Linked DNA regions of Hordeum vulgare: all the other regions are linked to region 2. A link is a contact called in public Hi-C data. All regions are on one chromosome and are shown on one strand. The core of a region is the stretch at or near the end of the contact, and the rest is flanking DNA. Distances in the headings are between cores, read along the strand shown.

The links. A called contact is a pair of places that touch in the nucleus more often than the background predicts.
Region 1: a Hi-C map of seedling shows a contact between it and region 2, with 4 times the contacts expected there. The contact joins two enhancer-like sites. A contact is called at or near these places in 1 of 6 Hi-C or Micro-C datasets (seedling) and 1 of 1 datasets of contacts at active chromatin or transcription factors (embryo).
Region 3: a contact with region 2 is called in a Hi-C map of seedling, with 6 times the contacts expected there. The contact joins the promoter of LOC123446215 here to the enhancer-like site in region 2. A contact is called at or near these places in 1 of 6 Hi-C or Micro-C datasets (seedling) and 1 of 1 datasets of contacts at active chromatin or transcription factors (embryo).

Annotation. Positions count from the first base shown.
Region 1 is chr4H:107,540,637-107,543,336 of MorexV3_pseudomolecules_assembly, reverse strand. No RefSeq gene overlaps it. Among protein-coding and RNA genes, the nearest start is that of LOC123446215, 100 kb to the right of the region's middle. Within about 2 kb of position 1,351, at least 3 of the 3 cell types and tissues checked have open chromatin away from gene starts, as enhancers often do. A contact at or near this core is called in seedling, where this site is marked.
Region 2 is chr4H:107,847,215-107,849,914 of MorexV3_pseudomolecules_assembly, reverse strand. No RefSeq gene overlaps it. Among protein-coding and RNA genes, the nearest start is that of LOC123448042, 180 kb to the left of the region's middle. Within about 2 kb of position 1,359, at least 3 of the 3 cell types and tissues checked have open chromatin away from gene starts, as enhancers often do. A contact at or near this core is called in seedling, where this site is marked.
Region 3 is chr4H:107,436,248-107,438,947 of MorexV3_pseudomolecules_assembly, reverse strand. It overlaps LOC123446215 (light-inducible protein CPRF2-like), which reads left to right and starts at 1,372. Exons shown (of 5, transcript XM_045122890.1): 1 at 1,372-1,552; 2 at 1,654-1,836; 3 at 1,945-2,022; 4 at 2,129-2,194; 5 at 2,295-2,684. The coding sequence starts at 1,373. The coding sequence ends at 2,396.

The DNA.
Region 1 (2,700 bases), core at 102-2,601, 310 kb after region 2:
CATGTCCATAAGAAAGTAAACTAACTCATGCCTGCATGTAGTGCTATTGCTCCACTCATCAACCCCTATCCAGCATACATCTAGAGTATTAAGTATGAAACACAATAATGCTTGGAGGAACATGACATGATGTAGACAAAGTAAACTCAAGAAATATGAATAAAACCCATTGTTTTATCCTTAATGGCAGCGATACAAATACGTGTCATCTCCCCTTTTGTCACGTGGATTGAGCACCGCGAGATTGAGCCCATCACAAAGCACCACTCCCACTGAAGATAAATCAATCTAGTTGTCCAAACCAAACTAATAGATCAAAGAGAAATACGAAGCTATAATAATCATTCTTAAAATAATTAAGAAAATACTCAGTTAATATTCATGAATAATTTGATCATAAACCCATAATTCATCGCAAAGAAGATTACATCGAATAGATCACCACGAGAATCGGTTACCTTTGATTTCAAGATCATATACATACATACATACATACATACATATATAGGGTGGGTCTATTCTACAAACACCCTCTAAGAGCATCTCCAACAACCTATTTATATTTGCACTCACTTGCTATTTTACAAATCTTGGCCAAAAAACCTTCTCCAACAGGCTTTGTATATGTGGTCCTCCACCATTTTTTTACAAAGCTTGTTATATTTGCACCCACACTTTGCATATTTGCCAAGCCAAAGGCCAGTTTGTAAATTTTTTACAAGCCTCCTAAAGCCTCACTTTGTCTCAATGGCAGGTGGGTCCGTGTACTAGTGTGTATGATGTGCGTGCGATGTGTGTGTCTGCATGTATGTTCGTGTGTGCACGTGTTCATGTACGCGTGGGTGATGCATGTGTACGTGTGTGTGTGCGCGCGCGTGTTTGTGTGTACGTGTATGTGCTACATGTGTATGTGTGTGCGCTGCATGTGTGTAAGTACACGCGTGTGTGCATGTGTACGTGGATGCGAGTTGTGCTAGTATACATATACATGTACATATGCTAGTGTGTAATGTGTCTATGACAAAATGTCCCCACATGTCATTGTGTGTTTGTGCAAATACAGCTATCCGATATACAAGGGCTACCAAACCAAAAACATATTAGCTTTGTAAACCTTCTTTCTCCTCTTGCTATAACAAATTTTTATCAATCCAATATATAAAGGCTATTGAAGATGCTCTAAGACCCTTATTCTACACACACCGAGCTTATTCTGCTAACACCCCGAAACGAACCTCACCACGACTACAAAGTGAACAGAAAAAACCAACCCCACCCCCACCTTCCCGTCTCCCCCACTCCTCGCAGCACCCTCCCACCCATACCCTCCTTCTTCCCGTGCTCGTGCCCACCTCTTCGCCTCACACTCCTTCTCTCCTGGTCGACGGGATCCCCCTGGTCGTCACACCATCCTCCAATGCCACCCCGCGGGCTTCCTCCCCACCGCACTGATCTCCCTCTCCCATCCCCCATCCCCCACCTCCACCCGCCACCACCTCTGCAGGCGCCCCATCCACCACAACACCAGCCGTGCCTGGCCAGGGTGCCCCCTCGCATTCGGAGCGCCATCGGCCACCGGATGAAGCGACCTCGTGCCTCCGCCGCCCTCGTGCTGCCCCCTGTGTACATCCCCTTGCTGCCATCTTGTGCGGAGCCGTTCCTCTGCCCCCTTCCCCAGATCGGATCCGACTCCATGGCGGGCGGATTTGCCTCCATGGTTGCCAGAGGGGACGGGATCCACCAGCGCAACCCCCACCTTCTTCACGTGCCCCACCTCGGGCTCCCACCACAACCACCTTCTTCCCGTGCTCGAGCTTGTGTAGGGCCCATATTCGCGCCCTCTCGCACGTGGTGGTCGGATGGTGCTTCTGGGAGATCCCCATAGGTGATGCTCCCCTCTCTTCGCAACCGTGTCGCCCGAGCACAACGAGGCCGCCGGCGGCGACCAATCCTTTATTCACACGAAGTTCACGAGATGCCCGTGTGCGGTGCGGAGTACATCTGTGTGGAGCACATCGGCCGTGCTTCCAGTCCGCCCACCACTTGGCCTACCTCCACAAGCAACGTCGTCCATCCTCTCCCGATGACAAGGCCTCGGCCCGCCGTCAACAACATGGCCTCTCGAATAGCCTTGCGCCAGCCCGGTGGTAAATCGAGCGAATGAGGGAATCTCGATGCTACCCTTCCTCCAGTCACAAGGTTCGACCTCTCCCTATGCAATCTCCTCCCACCACCGACGACTACAGGTGCAGGCGTCGGGAGGCTCTACTCCAGTGCGGTTGTTGGGGCATTTTCTTTTCGTAGGCAAGTGCACCGCTTGCCTCCGCCAGCCGAATTGCACCCGCCCTTGTGCTACCAAAGTGCAGCCGTCGTCTTCCCATGAGAAGGAGTGGTTGCTTGGAGGTTGTCTCATGGTCATCCCGAGGCAGCTCGAGCAGGAAGGAAGTGGTCAAGGTCGGAGGAAGCATGGGGGATGAAGTACACACGTCTAGGAAAATGGGGAGGAGGTGCTCCACTCATGCCGTATCTCGCCTTTAGTGGCATCGCCCCCTCACCCCGTGGTCATTTCAGATGCCAGTCCATAAAACCATAACCAAAAAGGAGCGGCGCGTCCTTTCAGATCATGGGGTGTCGTCGGCTGCCGCTTCACTAGCCATGCTGCAACACCTTGTCTCTGACGCTGGTCTAGCAGAATGAGGC
Region 2 (2,700 bases), core at 110-2,609:
AATTTTGTTCTCAAGATTCAAAAAATGCTGATGCTTTAAAAAATTGTTTGCGATTCCAAATTAGTTCACGCTTTTTCAGAAATGTTCTCGGTCTCAAAATTTGTTCTCAAGATTTGAAAGATGTTTGTTCTTTAAAAAATTGTTTGCTCTTCCAAATATGTTCATGTTTTTTTAGAAATTTTGTCGGTTTCAAAATTTGTTCTCAAAATTCAAATAATGTTCGTGCTTTCAAAATTTCTCCATCCTTTCAAATTTGTTCGGGGTTTTTTCAAAATTGTTCTATTTTTAAAGTTTTGTTTTCAAGATTCAAAAAATGTTCATGCTTTAATTTATTTTCCGCCCTTCTAAATTTGATCAGGATTTTTCAAAAAGCAATTCTGCTTATTTTCATTCTCTCATTTAAATATCATTCATGTATTCAAAAAAATGATTTAGAAATTAAAAGTTTGTTCGTTTTGATAATAAAAGAAAAACAAATGAAAACGGGAAGAAAATAGAGCCAAAAAAAGAAACAAATAAGAAAAAAAGGAAAAATATAAAAAATGGACATTGTACGATCTATTTGGACCAAAAAAAGATGAGCCGGCCCAGTCGGATGCCTCCCTATGCGTGGGAGAGACCCCTGCCGCAGCGCGCAGTCCGGCTTCGAGAACCAGCGCCCACACACACTGCATGATGGGCCGGTCCAGTTTCAGAATAGTTTTTCTAATAAAAAATAGAAAAGCAAAAAACTAAACACAAAAGTTCATAAAATCGAAAAATGATTCACAAATTTCGAAACAAAAATTTCATAAATTTGGAAAAACTCACTGTAATCTGAAAAAAAATTCACGAATTTTGGACATTAGTTCATGAATTTGAAAAATGTTTTTAAAATGTTAGTTGAACGGAAAAAAGTTCACAAATCTTTAAAAATGTTTATCAGTCTTGAAAAAAGTTCATACATTTCACAAAAAAGTTCACCAAATCTAAAAAAAGTTCACCAAATCTAAAAAAAGTTCATCATAATTTGGAAAAAGTTCATCATTATTCAAAAAAGGTTTAGGAATTTTAATAAAAGATTCGTAAAATTCAGAAAAATGTTCATTGATTTGGAATTTTTTTTGTTCGTTTGAGAAAAGTTAATCAAAAATGATTTTTATAGAAAAAATAAAAAATTATATAAAATGAAAATGAAAATGAAAAAGTAATAAAAAGAGTAAAGAAAAAAAGATAAACCGAAGAAAAACCAGGCCAGGAAGCTTCCAGAACCTTCAGAAAACCGGAAAACCTCCCCCTCCCGATGGGCCGGCCCATAACCGAATGATGCCGGCGTCGGTTAAGAAAAATGCACTTTAACCGGTGCCTGCAGCGTGAAATAGGATTCGCGGGTAGGAGTTCCCTCGAGTGTGTGCTCGAGCCGCATTGCTATGAAGTGGGTTTGGCCACGTAGCTAATAGGTAAGTTAGTATTTTGGGAAACAGGTAAACATGTAATGAGAAAAGGTAACCTTGTTTAGAGAAACTGTTAAACCTGTATAAAAGAATGTTCCTGATGTACACAAAAATCTGTAATGTGTACAAAAAAGATAGACATGTGTTGAAAAACTAATAAATAAACAGGGGGAAAACCATGTTGCTTTACAAATAAATTATTCCCGATAAAAAAATCAACGTTATTATAAGATTTGTTGAACATGTATTTGAAAAAATGTCAATTTTTTAAAGTATGTTGTGTATTTTAAAAAAGTCAACATATATCACAATACTGTTCCAGCGTACAATTAAAACGTACATCGTGTAAAATGCCGACGAGCTCCCTACCTCACTTGCCCTCCGTCGGTTTGGATCCGGCCGATCCCGACCTCTCGGTGTCCTCTGGTTCCCACCCCACCCCGCTGGATCTGCTTGCCTTCATGTGCAACACATCACAGATCCTGAGATAGCCATTTTCACGGCTCCTGTAACCGCCCATAGATGTGTTGACGCTTCGTCCCGTTGTCCCTCCTCAACATGCTCGGTCGACCCGGCCCGCATCGGCCTAACATTCCTGTCGGTCGAGCCAGATAGACCTCGGAGCGCAACCTCCCATCCCGGAATATCATTTGTCGGTTATTACGTCAGATTGTCATCGTTTCGCACACGCAACGTACTTATGGGACGACCCAACTCGCATTACAAGATTTCTTGGTTTTAGGAACCTTAAGGCTCTAGTCCGGTTCACATATGATTTTTTTCTTTCTTTTTTCTTTTCATCTTTTTACTTGTTTTCTTCTGTTTTTTTCATGTTTATTTCCTTTTCAAAAAAGTTCCCTTTTTTAAAAATCATCATGAGTTCAAAAATCGTTAGAACTTTGAAAAATATCTGTGCTTTAAAAAAATGTTTGAAATTTCAAAGAATGATTCCTTTTTCAAATTTGGCTCATAAATTCTGGAAATGTTCCCTTGTGAAAATTTGCTCAAAAGTTTTAAAAACTTCCAGAATTTTCAAACATGTCCCTGTTTCCAAAATTTGTATGGAATTTCAAGAAATGTTCCATTTAAAGAATCTATTTTTTTAATCACTTTTTTTCAAAAAATTCTTTATGTCTTTGAAAATTTATTATAGTTTTCAAAATATTTACAATTTTATTAAAAATGCTCACTTTTTCGAAGAAATGTGTGATTCAATTTTTTTCTAAATTTTGAAAAGATCTATCTTTTTTTCACAAAATTTATACAT
Region 3 (2,700 bases), core at 123-2,622, 410 kb after region 2:
CTGGACGGGACGAGACGGAGGTGGCCGGCAGGGGCGAGCGCGGCCGGCGGTGGCGAGTGGATGCGGGAGGAGGACGTGGCGGCGTTGGTGGTGAGCGCGGCCGGGGCGGGGGTGGGGGCGGGCTGCGGCGGCCGGCGGGGGCGGGCTGCGGCGGCCTGCAGGGGCGAGCGCGGCCGGCGGTGGCGAATTGATGCGGGAGGAGGACGTGGCGGCGTTGGTGGTGAGCGGGGACGGGGCGGGCTGCGGCGGCCTGCAGGGGCGAGCACGGCCGGCGGTGGCGAACGCGGCCGGCGGTGGCGAGCGCGGTTGGCAGGGGGAGCGTGGCCGGCGGTGGCGAACGTGGCCGGCAGGGGGAGCGCGGCCGGCGGTGGTGACGAGTGGGTGCCGGAGGAGAGGGGGAGATGGGGGGAGATAAGATACAGGAGGAGGGATTCGGTGTGGCTAAAAAAAGTTTTTTTTATGAGTCCACCATAACTAGCTTCAATTGGCACCTCATCTCAGAGATAGTTTTTTAGGTGGGTTAGTTTCCATTTAACTGAAACTAACACATGTGTTTGGATGCTTTGAGAGTTAGTTCAGCTCCAACTAGCTCAAACTAGCTCTAGCACTGGGATCGAAACAGGGCCTTTAGCTAGCTAGCTGCTGTGTAAGAAAACGGGAACATCATCTTTTCTTAATTAGGAAGCAATACTTCGCATCGGCACACCAAAACAGAGCAGACTGGGACGAGAAACAAAAACCGTGCTCGTACCATGCATGCATGCATAGGAGTAGATCTGACAGGCTTTGGCTTTGGCTTTGCCCGTGCGTGCGATGCAGCTCCGACCGCAGCCAAAGGCTCCAGTTGCGTGGTCTTCTAGGCACTTCCGCTCACCGGCGCTCGCCCGTCCGGCTTCACACGCGGCGGCTGCTCCGGCCTGCTGACCTGTGGGCTCCTCCATCTCCATCCCATCCCATCCCGGCGACGAGTCACCTTGCTCCGGCCCGGGCCACGTGTGCCGCTGCGCGGTCCACGTCGACGAGGGGGCTCCCGCTGGCCCCCGGGGCCCGCAACCCGCCTCCTCGTTCCACGAGCCGTCCCGCGCGCTGCATGCTGGGCGCTGCACGCGGCGGCTCCACGTGTCTCGGCGCCCGCTGCTGCGTGGAGGGAATAGAGGACCCCCTGTGCATACGCGCGACGTGGCCGCGCCGGACGGGCCAGATGCTCCGCAGAGGCGCCGGTGCACGGTACCACCTGTCCGAGGCCCTCGCGCCGCCTCCGGGGAGAGGATATTTAAAGCGGGGGCAGGGGCCCCGCCCTACTCTCGCTTGGCACCGCTCTCCGCCTTGCGCTCGAGATCTCATCCCCGCGCCCCCCCCCCCCCCCCCCCCCATGCCGACTGATCACGGCAGCAGCAGCGACGGCGGCCACCAGGCGCAATGTCGGCGCAGGGGCGCCAGCGTCGACGTCGAGCTCCGCGCCGCCATGGCGCTGGCCGACATGGCGGGGGCCGGAGCGGCCGCCGACCGCCCGCTCCCGGCGCACCACGCCGCCGCCGCCCCAGAAGCCCAGGTAGTAATCGATTTCGCCGGTTTGCTGGCTGGCTGGCCCTGTTTTGGATTTCGGTTTGGAAGGATTTGGGTTGATTTGGCCGGCCGTGGGTGGGTTAGCAGGCGGCGATGGAGGCAGAGGATGAGGAGCTGGCGAGCACGAGGCTGAGCCTTGAGCTGGGCAACGTCGGCATCCAGTCCTCCCCATGCTCCAGCAGCTCCAGCGGCGCCGGGCAGCAACCGCCGCAGTCGTCCGCCGCCGTGACGGGATACGGCCTCAGCAGACCGCGGCACACGCTCACCGAGGTAATTAACTCGCTCACTTACTAGTAGTACGTTGCATCGATCAACCTACACCTCCATCCACCGGGGCGTCGTCTGAACTCTGAACCGGCAACCGACGAAACATTGCAGGCGGAGAAAGAGGCGAAGCGGCTGCGGCGCGTGCTAGCCAACCGGGAGTCCGCCCGGCAAACCATCCTCCGCCGCCAGGTGATTAATTGTGCAAATTTATTACTCCTACCACCACCACAGCAGCCGTGGCACCTGTCAACCATGTCTAATTCTGATACGATTCGCACCCTGTCGTCGTGTCCAGGCGATCCGAGACGAACTGGCGAGAAAAGTCGCGGATTTAGCGTCGCAGAACGAGAACATGAAGAAGGTACTCTAATTAAGCACCATCATGTCTATTCTTGGAAGATGTTGAAATGCCAGATCCGACGATCAACATCAAGTTGCTTAATAACCATTAACTGGTGCAGGAGAAGGACATGGTGCTGGAACAGTACCTGACGCTCAAGGAGACCAACAAGCAGCTGAAACAACAGGCACATCATCTATCGCTTTCGCTTTCCTTCCTTTAATATCCTTTTCCCCGTCCATTATTAGTACTGCTCCTACTACCATTGTTAGGCCAAAGGAAAGAAAAGAAATCCCACAAGGGAACCTATTATGTTCCAATCCAGCTCCAGTTGTTCCCCCGCGAGAGGACTACAGTACCAGTCATCGCTGCAGTACGCCTTAGTATGCTCGTTACTAATTATGGTCAAACCAGGAGCCTGTCAGTCGCTGATGTCTGTACATTATTTACATTTTGCTCTGACAGTGATGTTCGGACAATAATATACTACTTATGTGCCCCTCATTGCTTCTATATTTGTCTTTTGC